Linked DNA regions of Sus scrofa: regions 1, 2, 3 and 4 are each linked to region 5. A link is a contact called in public Hi-C and HiChIP or PLAC-seq data. All regions are on one chromosome and are shown on one strand. The core of a region is the stretch at or near the end of the contact, and the rest is flanking DNA. Distances in the headings are between cores, read along the strand shown. Region 1 holds the start of CLUL1 (clusterin-like protein 1). Region 2 holds the start of ROCK1 (rho-associated protein kinase 1). Region 3 holds the start of ENOSF1 (enolase superfamily member 1). Region 4 holds the start of TYMS (thymidylate synthetase). Region 5 holds the start of THOC1 (THO complex subunit 1).

What was found. A called contact is a pair of places that touch in the nucleus more often than the background predicts. HiChIP or PLAC-seq counts read pairs in DNA pulled down with a chosen protein or histone mark.
Region 1: a contact with region 5 is called in a Hi-C map of embryonic fibroblasts, with 4 times the contacts expected there. The contact joins the promoter of CLUL1 here to the promoter of THOC1 in region 5. A contact is called at or near these places in 4 of 5 promoter capture datasets (fetal liver, fetal skeletal muscle, liver and 1 more), 27 of 47 Hi-C or Micro-C datasets (adipocytes, adipose tissue, alveolar macrophages and 17 more) and 2 of 2 datasets of contacts at active chromatin or transcription factors (alveolar macrophages and skeletal muscle).
Region 2: a contact with region 5 is called in an H3K27ac HiChIP or PLAC-seq map of alveolar macrophages. The contact joins the promoter of ROCK1 here to the promoter of THOC1 in region 5. A contact is called at or near these places in 2 of 5 promoter capture datasets (fetal liver and liver), 2 of 47 Hi-C or Micro-C datasets (heart right ventricle and retroperitoneal adipose tissue) and 2 of 2 datasets of contacts at active chromatin or transcription factors (alveolar macrophages and skeletal muscle).
Region 3: a contact with region 5 is called in an H3K27ac HiChIP or PLAC-seq map of skeletal muscle, with 6 times the contacts expected there. The contact joins the promoter of ENOSF1 here to the promoter of THOC1 in region 5. A contact is called at or near these places in 1 of 5 promoter capture datasets (liver) and 2 of 2 datasets of contacts at active chromatin or transcription factors (alveolar macrophages and skeletal muscle).
Region 4: a contact with region 5 is called in an H3K27ac HiChIP or PLAC-seq map of alveolar macrophages. The contact joins the promoter of TYMS here to the promoter of THOC1 in region 5. A contact is called at or near these places in 3 of 5 promoter capture datasets (fetal skeletal muscle and liver), 5 of 47 Hi-C or Micro-C datasets (alveolar macrophages, embryonic fibroblasts, mesenchymal stem cells and 1 more) and 2 of 2 datasets of contacts at active chromatin or transcription factors (alveolar macrophages and skeletal muscle).

The regions. Positions count from the first base shown.
Region 1 is chr6:105,705,921-105,708,620 of Sscrofa11.1, forward strand. CLUL1 (clusterin-like protein 1) reads right to left here and starts at 1,403. Exons shown (of 8, transcript XM_021097608.1): 1 at 1,298-1,403. The coding sequence starts at 1,403.
Region 2 is chr6:106,313,657-106,316,356 of Sscrofa11.1, forward strand. It overlaps ROCK1 (rho-associated protein kinase 1), which reads right to left and starts at 1,342. Exons shown (of 33, transcript XM_005653400.3): 1 at 300-1,342. The coding sequence starts at 392.
Region 3 is chr6:105,612,007-105,614,706 of Sscrofa11.1, forward strand. ENOSF1 (enolase superfamily member 1) reads left to right here and starts at 1,252. Exons shown (of 16, transcript NM_001243617.1): 1 at 1,252-1,380. The coding sequence starts at 1,297.
Region 4 is chr6:105,658,949-105,661,648 of Sscrofa11.1, forward strand. It overlaps TYMS (thymidylate synthetase), which reads right to left and starts at 1,331. Exons shown (of 7, transcript NM_001243579.1): 1 at 1,026-1,331. The coding sequence starts at 1,233.
Region 5 is chr6:106,037,914-106,040,613 of Sscrofa11.1, forward strand. It overlaps THOC1 (THO complex subunit 1), which reads left to right and starts at 1,349. Exons shown (of 20, transcript XM_021096158.1): 1 at 1,349-2,700. The coding sequence starts at 2,609. LOC110261178 (a long non-coding RNA gene) reads right to left here and starts at 2,633. Exons shown (of 4, transcript XR_002345053.1): 1 at 2,207-2,633.

The DNA of each region.
Region 1 (2,700 bases), core at 153-2,652, 330 kb before region 5:
AACAGAGGCTTAATTTTTTTTTTTTTTTTTTTTGTCTTTTTAGTGTCACACCATGGACATATAGAGGTTCCCAGGCTAGGGGTCCAATCAGAGCTGTAGCTGCCAGCCTACACCATAGCCACAGCAATACTCAATCAGAGCTTCATCTGCAACCTACACCACAGCTCACAGCAACGCCAGATCCTTAACCCACTGAGTGAGGCCAGGGATCGAACCCGCATCCTCATGGATGCTAGTTGGGTTCACTAACCGCTGAGCCACGACGTGAACTCCTTAATTTTTTTTTTTAATAGCATCAAACTCTGAAAGCAGATCACCATAATTCAGATCTCAGCTGCTACACGGACTCGACTACCACCCAATAATACCTTCTGTTCCTCACTTAAGAGCTTCTAGCCAAGTCAGAGTCAATTTAACCCCATTCTTATCATTTTCCTCAGAGCCTGTTTTCATTTATCGAGTTTTTTTTCCTTTCCTTTAAAACCCAAGTGTGTTTAGATTAGAGAAAATGTTGAATTTTCTTCACAGACAATTTATATTAAATGCCCAACTGGGAGCCTCAAACACATTGAACACTTTCCCTTTCTTTCAGCTTCAGTTACCTTCCCTGGAGGCATCAAATCTAAAAGTATCTCATATAATACAAGATTCTTTAATAACCTACTGGACATCTCTTACACCCTTTTAATAAGCATTTAGTGCGTATGAAATTCATTGCCATTGTCTCTTCACAATAGCCAATGTGGCCACCAAAGAAGCTTAATCTTGCCTCCAAATTTAATTATATAGATCCCCAAGAGGAACACTTAAACTCACTATTTCTAAGTGTTAGGTACCCAAAGCATCCATCAAGCAAAGGCCACACATTAATGAGCACAGACCAACCGGATTCAATGTCGTTACAACCTATTCTTTCACTGTCTCAAGACTAATGGCATGGATTACTTTAATTGTTTAAATTTTTCAAATGCTTGAAAAGAATTTCACTGTTCATTAAAAACTGTGCTCAGAAGACACCAAACATCTGGATGAGACCAAGCAATGCTGCCGAAACGTTGGCAAGTTTTATCTCCGTGATAGCAAACATCTGGCTATGCGATAGCCATTGGAATGTTCTATTTTTATCCAGATGTTGGGCGTCGTGTCTACTTGGCTTAAGTGCCTGGAGAATGGCTCACCGTGAAACTAGAGGGAGTCCTAAACACAGTTATCTCTCAACTGTAAATCACCGTAAATGCCAGTAGGACGTGCAAACAGGCACACAGGACACAGTGCAGATAAAGAAACCAAAACTTACCCTTCAGGTTTCCACGGATGGCAGTTTTGTCCTCCCAAATAGGTGCACAGTGACAATCTTTCAACCACAGCAGATACACAATAAACACCAGGAGTGGCAGCTTCATGGTTCCACAGTTACTGCAAAGGAAAAATAAACCTGCATCAAATGGCTTAAGTTAGTTTCTTGTGGCAGCAATTGAAAACACATGGTGATCCAAAGTGTTTTTCTGTCAATTTTTCTTTATGACTTGAGACAATGTATGCTAATATGGCTGAGACAAAAGGAGACTTGAAATCTAAATACATTAAAAAAAAAGACAACACAAGCACTATTTTGTTTACATTTTTCCTAACAGTTAAATAAGACCATCATCTGAAGCTTTTGAAATTTAAGGCAACCAATAGTGTGGATCACAGCCCCATAGAAGCCAAATTTCACTTTCTTTCCTTATCAATAGCAAACATCTCCAAACACAGAATTAATTAATTAAAATATGTTGGCAGATTGCTTTTTCTCCAAAATTCTGAGTCCTTAATTAAGTTTTTACCTAGATGGTTTACTACTTATTTTTTAATGAAAGCAGAAACAGCCTCAGATTTTTCTGATACATCTTATAAAACTCATCAAGATACCCGAAACAGGCAGAGTTAAATTTTCTTTCTTCTCAGGTAATCAATTTTCTTTTAAATCTAATTTTATATACATTAGCTGTAAACATTCCAAATAACAATGCATGCTTTAATAAAGTTGTATCTGTAAAATAAGTTAGATTATCTTGTCTCTTCCCAAAGAGGATGTTTATCTGCTTTATGTATATTCATTATTTTGGGGAAAAAAATGCTCCATTATTTAACCAACACTTGGAATGTCTTTTAAAAATACCAGTAGTTACAAAGCTATCACATTTTACATCTACATTTACCATTTGGACTAATTCTTCTCTTTCTATTAAGACTCTATTTACCAGATGAAATTTTAATATATTTACCACTAACTTTGCAGGCTCTCCCCCAGTGAATTTTCCACCAGCTTCTGGAAGGACCCTCACCTTTCTCTGATTTAATTTTCATCTGTGTCAGGGATTTACCCTTGTTCTATTAATTTGATGACACAGTTCTTAATCCTATTAACCTAACATTTTGAGATTAAGAGTATGGTTTAAAATGTGGTAGGGTTTAGAAAGAAACACTAGAGGGCGGGCTGTCTACACGATCAGGAACAATGACCTTGAGATACTTTAAACACGCAAAATTTTTTTTTTTTTTAAATGTGGAACGCTTCGCCAAATTTGCCAGTCATCCTTGCGCAGGAACCATGCTAATCTTCTCTATATGATCCCAAGTTTAGTATATGTGCTGCCATAGTGAACAGACACAAGTATGTTTTGATAGACATTAAAGCCTTAAAAAATTTATTTTAAT
Region 2 (2,700 bases), core at 92-2,591, 280 kb after region 5:
ACAAACTATACACATAGTAATAAGCTGGACGGGGTAACTATGATGCCTGCAAGTTTATTAAGTGTCTTTTGTGTAATGATGAACTGAGTCAGAACTACAAGTTGAGAGAGTAGTTAGTACAATGATAAACAGGGCCACAGCACGAGATTTTAGTGGTACTCCAATATTCTTCACAAACACCACCAGATTTTGGTGTTTTCCACACCTGAATTTTTCTTTTGCCGATAACCAGACTGAAAGCAAGAGGAAGGAAATAAACAGAGAACCTCAGACAAGCAAAAGAGAACTGGGCTACTCACCAGCAAACAATCTGAATTCACTTCCGATTTGGGATCCCGCAGCAAGTTGTCGATTTTTTCAAACCGAGTCTCAAAACTGTCCCCAGTCGACATGTTGCTGCTACTGTGACAATACCCTCGTACCAGCACAAGCAGCGGAAAGCAATTTCAGCCAACTTCCTCCGGCGGTGGGTTCGCGGCCGCCGGGCGGAGGAGCCGGAACTCCAGGGTCACCAGGTGCGCGCGGTCCCCCTCCTCCCCCTCACTAAGGGGATCTCCGCTCTCCAGACCCCGGGCCGGGGGCGACGGCGACCCACAGCCGCTCGGATGCCCAAAGTAGCATCCCACCCGGCAGCCCCTCACGACAGCCGACAGCGCCGTCGCCACCAGACTTGTCGCTCCAGGCAAATGCTTCAGCCTAGCGGGCCCCGGCCGCCTTGGCCATGGAGAGTTCCCGGTCCCGAGATGGGCAGGAGGGGGTAGAGAAAGAGAAGCAGGGTGGAGACTCCTCCGGGCAGCAGGGGAGGGAGAGGAGGAAAGGCGAAAGCGAAGGGCGGGTGCGGAGCCGTGCCAGCTGCCGCCGCCGCCGCCGCCTGGGCCCCCGGCCGGGCCCGCTCCGTTCTGAGGCGCTGGAGGCGGTCTAGCCCTGCATCCCCGGCACCACTTGGCCCGGCCCGACGCACCGACCCGCGCCGGCCAAGAGCTGGTCCCCGAGGGATAGCCTCACTCTCCCATTTTGTCCTGGCGCTGCTGGGGCTGCTGCTGTGGCGTCCGGCGGGGCAGGGCGAGGTCGGTGCCCGATGGAGACTTAGGAGAGGACAGGCTGGAGAGCGGCCGGTAAAGGAGATGAGAGTCGGGTCCCGGCGGCTGCTGCTGGGGGAGCTCCTGGGAGGTGCTGCGGCCCCGGCTGGGGAAAGGGCGAGTCGCGACGGCGAACGCTTTGGGGGGTGGGGCGATGGGGGCCGTGAGGGACTAATATGTCCGCCTTCCTGTTCAAACAAACGGAGACCGCCGGCGTAGACTGCGCATGCGGGGCGCGGACGTTCGGAAGGGGAACCGGGCCTGCCTCGCGCGCGCGCGCGCGCGCGCACTCCGGCGCCTCCGCAGGGCCGGGCGGGGCTGGGTTGGGCGGGGCCGGACGGAAGGCGTGGCGCACCCCGGGCTTCGCGGGCGGGCGGGGTAGGCTGGCAGCCGTGAGGAGCCGACCGGGTGCGGCAGGCAGCGTAACCCTCTCGCCGGCAGGCTCTAGGGAGCCACGCAGCGCTTAGGAAGCGGCTGTGAGAGTCCGGGCTGGGGAGGAGCTCTTGCTGCCTCTAGTCGCGTCCTGGCCGCTGCCTCAGCTCCGCTTCCTTTGGGCTGCAACCGTCGGGTGAATTCTGGCAAGAAAGAAAGGGTGCTTGTTATTGTTATTTTGGAGCTAAGTGGGTTTTTGTTTTTGTTGTCGTTTGTTTCTTGTTTTAAGGGCAAATACCTTTCCGCCGGCAGGCATCAGCATTTTGGCACCACCGGTTTCAGGTCTTCAGTAGTACTGAGTGAACTCCACATGGTTTAACTCGCCTGTGCTTCCATGGGAAAATTACGAAGCAATGCAGTTCATAACCCTCCTAAACCGAGCGTGTGTGTCAGGGGAGCATTAAAATATTGACTCCGGAAGATCTAGTCAGTAGAAATCAAACTCAGTTTAGTTTAAAAAACAAGCCAAATAATAATTATAATCTCGTAGGAAAAATCCGTATTTTTAAGTTAATGTTACTAGTTGTCCTACACCATTGTAGTTCACTTATTGATGCGTAATCCTGACGTTTCAATTTCAAAACATTCAGTGAAACTTGGAATTGTGATTTTACCAGACTAAAGTAGAACGTGAAAATAATGGGCATGTCCTCTTAAATAAGTTGCGTCATTGACTGTACTGAGAGAGTGAGACTGTTCCCCAATCTGCTGATAAAGTTATGTTCCTCACTGCTTTCAGCAGGAAATCTACCGTAATTCGTATGTAGTCAATCTTTAGTTTTGCTCATAGGTCAAATGAAGTATTGCCAGAAATAAAAAATGTAAATGTTTTATCCCACACTGGAAAATGCTGCAGATGAACCAATTGTCTTTGTATGTAAAAATCACTGTGCAGCGTCTGAACAGTTCACCAACTTTCTGAAGTGAGTCAGGGTTTAGGAAAAGTTATATTATTTGAAAAATGTCTCTTCTCTTTTCATTGCATTAGATACAAGAAATAGATGTAAAATCCACTGTATAAATCAAGATAGGAAGTCCTCACAAGAATCATATCAAAAACAACTAGATGGGGAGTCCCCATTATGGCTCAGTGGTTAATGAATCCGACTAGGAACCATGAGGTTGTAGGTTCCCTCCCTGACCTTGCCCAGTGGGTTAAGGATCCGGCGTTGCTGTGAGCTGTGGTGTA
Region 3 (2,700 bases), core at 2-2,501, 430 kb before region 5:
CATGTGTAAAGTTATCTCCATATGGCACATGAGTAGGGCAGGACAAGGGAAAAGAAGGGCTATTTCCTATTAACATTTGCATTTCAGACTTCACTTGGAAAATGGTAAGATGCAGCCATCTGGCCTCCAATTCTCACAGGGTCATAATCAGCTGGAGCTGACTGGCTAACCCTTAGCTGCGGCAATTGCCTGTTTCTTACCCCCTTGCATCCTGGTGCCTACCTAGCCCCGGTAGGCATCTAAGTTAACCATCTCAGTCCTGAGCCAAGGAATTCATCCAACAGGGCTATATGTATGCATCCTTGAGCAGCAGATAACCTGGGTATCCCTGAGAACACCCCTGCCACACCCTCAAGAACACATTTCAATGGACTCTTACCTATATAGTATTGCCTCCCAAACATTTAACCCTCCAAACAGTCCTCAGTGGTGGTACAAGGCAAGGGGTTGTGACCTCACCCCCCAAAAAATAATATAAAACTTACTGTGTGCACACTTGGTGGGGGGAGATGTCCATAGCCTCCACCGTGTTGTCAAAGGGATGCTACAGCTTTGAGCCTCAGAGTCCCTGCAACTCTAAGAGCCCTTGAGTTTGCAGCCAGGACACTTAACTAGCTATGTGGCTTTGGGCAAATAATTTACATCACTTAATCTCTCTGAATCCCCAATTCACCAATAAAATGGGCATGACCTGCCTTCCTTGCAGTGTTGGGGGATAAGAGGTAAAGTATTCAAAGTACTGCATCAGCAGGGATGTAATAAATGGTGACCCACCTCTTAATTTATCAAACAGGCTGAGGTCACTTAAAGACACAGGATTTTCCAGCACAAGGCTGTCCTGGCTGAGCCGCATGGACCTGCAGACTGAGGTCAGGAATTGAGCCCAGGGCCGAATCTGCGGATTGCACTCTGACCAGACTCGGCTTCTTCCAGGGTGCTGCTCTGGGTACGGTCACTTTGCTAGTTTCTAGTCTGGGTGGAGCAGGGTCCTGCTGGGGCACTGACTCGGTGTGGGGTCAGCCGAGACCCTGAGCGAGTCTACCTGGGGGCGGGCAGGGTGGCAGTAGGCAGCACCCCCACTGCGGGACGGGAACTTGGCGCAAAGAATCGCGAATCGAGGACCTAGAGCTGAGCTGGCCCCTTGGGTCGGGCCAAGTTCTCGAGCGCGGCCACGCCCCCGGGCTGCGCGGCCAATCAGCCCCCGCCAAGCCCGGCTGTGCACCCTTCCGGCTGTGCACCCTTTCAGCTGCGCACACAGTGTCCTGCAGGGTTGGCGTCTCCCCGACACAGGGCGACATGGTGCGTGGCAGGATCTCCCGACTCTCGGTCCACGACTTGCGCTTCCCCACGTCTCTCGAGGGCCACGGCTCAGACGCTATGGTAGGTGCTGCCCAATGCCTCTGGTCTCATCGACGCCAGGGCCCTCCTTGGCGCCGGGCACCCCGTGGTCCTGGAAAGGTTCCCAACTTTGGAACTGTTGCTTTTGTGAGTGGAGAGGCCGGGAAGGGGAATGAAAGTTTTTAGAGATTCTACACTCTCCTAGGTTTTATTTTTTTCTTATTGTTTTTTGCTTTGCTGGAGTTTAGTATTTCCTGTTTTTACTTTTATGACTTGCATTTTGCTGGAAATGGAGTGCATGATATGCAACAACAGCAAAACGGTGGTGGTGTCTCCCCATCAAACCTTAGACTTGACATGGTTCGCGGTGGTAGAGACCAGAAAGCCCCTGGCAGGGTGATTTAGGTGGTGATCCTGCCTCTGCCACAATTTGCAGTGACCAGAAGATCCTAACCTCTCTGTGCTTCTTGGGCTTATCTGTGAAATGAACAATTCACAGTCTGCCTGGGAGACCAAACAAGCTCGTAGTAACAGGTGGTTTGAGAGGAGGCTGAAAACATGAATAGAGAGGATGTGTCACTGTGAACAGTTAAGCAGATGTCAATCTGTGGAAATGCAGTAAAGTACACACTGAAGGACATTTTTGCTCTGAGACACCCCACACCAGCACCACCTTCAAGTGCAGTATTTCCCAAACACATGAGCCCTGTGCAGGGTCTCCTCCAGCCTGTCCCTGGGACACTGCCCTTCCAGGCCCACTCATGAATGGCCACACTAGAAAAGTGTGGTTATGTAATGAACATGGGAAGCATCCAATTTAGGATAATGATTACCCATTACTTGTAGGGGGTGGGGAATGGATACCTCAGGACTGACTTTAACTGTACTTTTGAGCTGGGTGGATGTTCCTCACATTCCTTGTCCTTGGTGTACTTGAAGTGGTTTCTTGTTAAAAAGTGCTGAAGTTGGAGTTCCTGTCCTGGCTCCGTGGTAACGAGCCCCACTAGTATCTGTGAGGACTCAGGTTCCATCCCTGGCCCCACTCAGTGAGTTAAGGATCCCCTAATGCTGTGGTTGTGGTGTAGGCCAGCAGCTATAGCTCCAATTCCACCCCTAGCCTAGGAACTTCCACATGCTGCGGGTGTGGCCCTAAAAAAAAAAAAAAAAAAAAAAAAAAAAAAAAAAAAAAAAAGATGCTGAAGTTCTTTTTATTTAATTTTTATTTTTATTTTGTCTTTTTGCCTTTTCTAGGGCTGCTCCCACGGCACATGGAGGTTCCCAGGCTAGAGGTCTAATTGGAATTGCAGCTGCTGGCCTACACCACAGCCACAGCAACACCAGATCCAAGCCGCGTCTGCGACC
Region 4 (2,700 bases), core at 81-2,580, 380 kb before region 5:
GTGACAAGGATAGCTTCTTCGAGCACCTATTCCCCTCCATTTTGAGGATTATTTCCTCCATTTTGAACAGACGAGGAAGTTGAAGATCAGAGAGGTTAAGCAACTTGCCCAAGGTCTAAGCAGAGAGGCTTGAGTAAAAACAAGGTCTGTGGCTCACAGGAGGCCACTGAACTGGAGCCAGCAGGAAGGTGGAGCCCCTGTGCCCAGAATAACCCCCTCTCTAGCTGTGCAAGCCAGAGTGACCACTGCAGCCCTGTATTTTCCAGTCTGCAGAATGGGTGTGCGGTGCAGAGTTTTCTCTCCTGACCGGAGTGAATCTGCTTCAATTAAGAGGGTTCCCCCACTCAAAACCACCCTCCACACCTGTCTCACCGACAGACGTCCGGTGCCGACCCCCATCCTGCCCCCTGGTGCCCTGAAAGCCTGACCCTAACAACCCCAAGACACACTCCTTCCTGGAAGCCACCCTGTTCAAAGCTAAAGACGAACAAGAATACCACTAGGACTCTCACGTTCCAGTTTCAAGGTTTAAGAAGGATCAGGTGGGAAAACTGTCTGGAGCCACAAGTTCCCGCCCCCACCTCCCAGTTCTCCCGCCGCGGCCCCGCCCATGTCATCTTCGTTCCAATTTTTAAAAACTTGCAAAGCGGAGCGGCGGAGGGAAGAGGAGGGGCCCTGCAGCCCAGGCCTGGGTCAAGCCCGGGCAGGTCCTCTCCCACTCTCTAGTCTGGGGCAAGAACTGCAGGGTAGTGGCCACCGCGGGGAGACAGCTTAACAGGGTGATTAAGAGCCAGCGGACCAAGTTTTACCTCCCAACTCTATCCCTCCAGGGCGTGAGACCCTACGCAAACCACTTCTCCGATCCAAGCTTCAGTTTCGGGGGCCAAGGCCGCTTCCCCTCCTCACCGAGTTAGGTTAGGACTAAGCGTGGGGGGGCCTAGCCTCTCCCGCCCGCTCCCCGCCCCCACCGCAGCACCGCGGGCACCGGGCGCGCTCCCCGGCTGCCCGCCGCCAGCCCGCGTCACCTCTCAGGCTGTAGCGCGCCTGCATGCCGAACACCGACAGCGTGCCGGTGCCCGTGCGGTCGTCCTTCCGGAAGCCGCAACGGAGGATGTGCTCGATCTGCCCCAGGTACTGCAGCTCCCCGTGGTGCTGCGGCCGCGGCTCGGCGCCCTGCTCCTGAGCGGGAGGCGGCGATGGCGGGCGAGGCAGTTCGGAGCCGGCAGCAGGCATGGCGTGGGTGCTGGCGCGGCTGTAGGTACCCGACCGCTGCAGGCAAGGAGAAAGGACTTTTCCCGACGCCTCTTTTCCCGCCAAAGCGCCGGAGACTCCGCCTCTTCCCGTGCCGTTAGGTGATGTCGGCCTCCGCCCCGAACCGTGGGGCCCCGCCCCTCGCGCCAGAAGGTGGCTTAGAGCCGGCCAGAAAGTCATCGCATTTATCCCCTTTTAAAAGTCGAAAGAACCTTGGGTCCAGAAGGAAATAAAAAGACGCTCTGTTTGGAAAGTTTTGGGAGCGACCGCGCCTTTCGGTGGCCTGGGACAATTTCCACGTGTTGGTGAAATCTGAAAACAAACAAAACCCTGTGGTTTTGATGTGAGGGGGGCCTGCTGCAGGTGGTCAGCATTTACATTTTCCCCCATCTTCATTCAAGGCTGGCAGCTGAAGCAAATGGTGTAAGGCAGCTTTTTTACTTGATTAATGACAGTCAGTGGTTTAAATTTTTGAATAGCAAATCTTACAATTTTAGTGAAATATTTATTATAAGAACACTCGTGGGAGGACATATTTGATAATGACTTTACGGGGTATTAATACATGTACATGCAACAGCAGTCTTTGGAATCAACAACAGTTTATTGAGCACATGGTAGTAGATGGTGATAAATTTTTTTGATGTCCCTGCATCTTAGGTTATGAAGAACAAGAGTATAGGCTGAAACAAACCAAACACTGTCTTACCATTTAATTAAGTCAGTGGTCTTGCTTGCTTTGCCTTTTGTTTTCCCCTTCTGGTTATCTCAAGTTTATTGTCGGTGCAAGATTCTGGAATCTCTCTGCTAAAGGACACTCCCAAAATTCAAGGTTGAAATTGTAATAAACAAACATTCTAAGAGGAGGTAAATATTTTTCACCTGCAGCTCGGCCTGATCTGCTCAGCGAAAACAATGTCGCATTTGTGGGGCACAAAGCCTGAAATCCAACCTGGAAGACAATTTACAAAGTAGCTGGCCATTTAGGTTAATTGGAGGGGAAAACAAACATTAAGAAGAGACTAAGGAAGTTTTTCAGGGAATATGTCACAAGCTTCATAGTTGGAATGCTCTTGCTGTTTGGTTGTATGAGTATTCACAAAGGGTACACTGAAATGTACAGTTAGCACGTTTTAAATCTATTTAATCTATTTAATCCATCACCTGGTAGGCCGGCCTTTCCTGCTTCGCGTGTTTCATTCTTCCCCTCCCCCAGCAACTTCCCAACCCCTGCCCCTGACTCCAGTATAATAATAACATTAAAAAGCCATCTGTATCTGCTTGGGGAATGATGGCCAGCCTGTGTTGTGCTGTACTGTGTAGACAGTACTGTGCTGGGTTGTCTCCAGGCACGGTGGGCATTCTTCCTAATGGTCATTTGGGAAGAGATTGCTTATTTGGAAAACCGGAACTCAGAAAACAGGCTTTATGGAGTTCCCACTGTGGCTT
Region 5 (2,700 bases), core at 99-2,598:
GGCAAGAAGTCACCCATCATTCTATTTCTAACCTTAAATTATGTTCATCTATGATGCTCCAATCAAGATCACCAAACAGAATTTTATCAAGAACACTAGATGATGGTAATGAAATAAAATAATAATACTGCATATATAACCTAATATTATATTTGTGCCTAGCAAATAGTAGGCACTCAACAAATAAGTAATGAATTGTACCATATTTACAATATAAAACGCTTGAAAACTGCCATCACCCTACTTAAAAAGGCAGCACCCACAGATTGTTTTCACGTAATTCCTCTTTTCCCCACAAAATATAAGTCCCAAAACTTACACAAAGTGCCAGCTCTCTTCCATTCTTCTTTTCAGTCCCATTTCTCCTAAGCCAAGAATCTCACTCTTGTTGCTCAACTTTGTCTCTCACACATCAGTTCCCTGTTAATATAATTCTTTCAATCCACTTAAACTACCTACAGAGAGAAAGGGACCTACAGATAGGGCCCAGAACTGGAACCACCAAAAGCCGCAACCCAACATTCTAACACGGCTGACTGGGGAGCCTGGAAAAGGATGTTTCCTTGGCCTGGGCCAGAGGATAAAGACCACAACAAAAGCAGACCAAGCTGCCCCTTGGTCGTCTTCTAGATCTCACCACTCCAATGGAAACTTGAATCCAGTGGACACACCAGAAGAGGAAGAAAGATGTGCTTAGAATCCATTTAAACATCCTTCCTAGAATTTCCCATGGAGGGTGTTTCCTAACAGCAAGGCATTCCCTGGCCCCTTTTACCTCGCTAGCGTAGGAGGAAAAAAGAGGTGCTCAGGAAATTTGAGTTTACATGTTATTGGATGTCTGCTCTTTGATGTTATTATTACATACTTCTTAAAAATATATATATTATTGACAATAAGATCCTTACCCTTATCTAATTATAAGGAAATGACTTATGAGGCCCATGGCTTGGGGAAGATTCATGGGTTAAGATTTGAGAAAAATACAGACTTTGGGCTTAAAGCTAGGGGTTCAAATCCCAAATTCAGCTTTCTCTAGCTATGTGATCTAGGTCAGAGGAGCCTATTTCCTCAAAGTGTTAACCATGTACAACGTTGTTGTAACTAGTAAAAATAATGCAGAAAAAGTGTCTGGCTGATAGGAGATACTCAATAAAACTTGGGCATTTCTTATGATGGTCTAACAGTGTGAAGCATACAAAAATTAATCTCTTATAGAGCTATTATGCAAATTACTCCTAATCAAAACTGTATACTGCAGTTTTTCATTTATGTTGGCCAGCACTCCTCAAAAAGGCAATTAAGCTGTATTACCTGGTCCATTCAATCATTTGTTCATTGATTACTCAAACAGATACTGTCCACTGTGTACAAAGTGCCCAACAGATGTGTGAATAAACCATTGTGTGACTAGGCTTTGACAGATGGATCAATAAACTCAAACTCTTCCTGTTTGGATTTTTGTAAAAAATAATTTTATTTATCTCTTAACTCTTAGTTACCTCCAGACAGTTAACAATCATCTATAATATACTAATCCTATTACATCAGCTACCTATTAAATTGCTTAGTCGCAGTTTATTTCGGCAATTTGGAAATTTAAGTTATACAACGGAACCTGAATGATTGATTCTGTTGATTCTAAAAAAAAAAAAAAATTTGCAACGCTCCGGGTAGCCATCAGTGTTCACAATTCCCACATTAGGGAGAAGATTATGCCAAGCTATCTTTTTGTTAGCATTCTGTATTCCCGCTGGAGTCAACGAAGGAAACGAGGTAAAGCTCGCCTAGCTTTACACCCATATGGAGGGAGACAAGAGCTGGTGTAAAGTTCCTTGTGTTTGGGTCAGCGTTTCTTTTCCCACTACAAAATTCCAACTGAATAAATTCCGGCCACTTGGCTTCTCATTGGCCAAGCAAGAGGGGACAAGGGAGCAAACTGCCGGGAAGCCAAGGTTTTGCAACCGCTGCCTTAATCCCCAACGCGGTGCCACCGGTTATCCAATCAGCGCCGAGTACCACATTCCTCCCCGAGGTTCCTCCTCCAGTAGAGACCTCTACGTAACAGCAAAGTCAGCTAATCCCCAAATATTCCTAATAATACTTACATTGCTACACAAGCCACACTTGCATTCATTATTTCACTCAAGCTCCTCAACGACCCAAGAATAGGGGTACTGTTTGTATTTCTCAGGAGAGGGGACTGCACCTGAGCTACAGATCCCAGGAGCTCCAGGGCCGATACGCAAATCCCGAGCTGTAACCACGCCTTCGAGAAGAACTGCGATCTGGCGGCTCAGGACCACTGCCGACACTTCCTCAGCCTGAAGCTTTCCGGGATAACCCACTTGCCTTGGATTCTCAGGCAGTAGTTACCCTCCCTCGCGGCCCACTGAGCCGATAACCTGACGCATTCACCCATCCTCCCCAAACCTGGAAAACCACTGTCAAGTGTGCGTCCTTGCCAGCAACGCGCAGCTCTTACAAGACGAGGCCTCGAATCTGCCGTCACTCTAAGGGTCACCCACGAACCCGGATCAAGCACTGAGTGGCCGACTCAGGCTTCCCACGCCCGCCCGACCGCGGTCACCACAATTGTTCCCATTAACAAATGGGCCCAGCCCTGAACGTAGAGGCCGCTCTATCCTCTCACGGAGCCAGCCCTCTCGTTGCTCCTTACCTGACGTCATCGTCAGGCGCCGC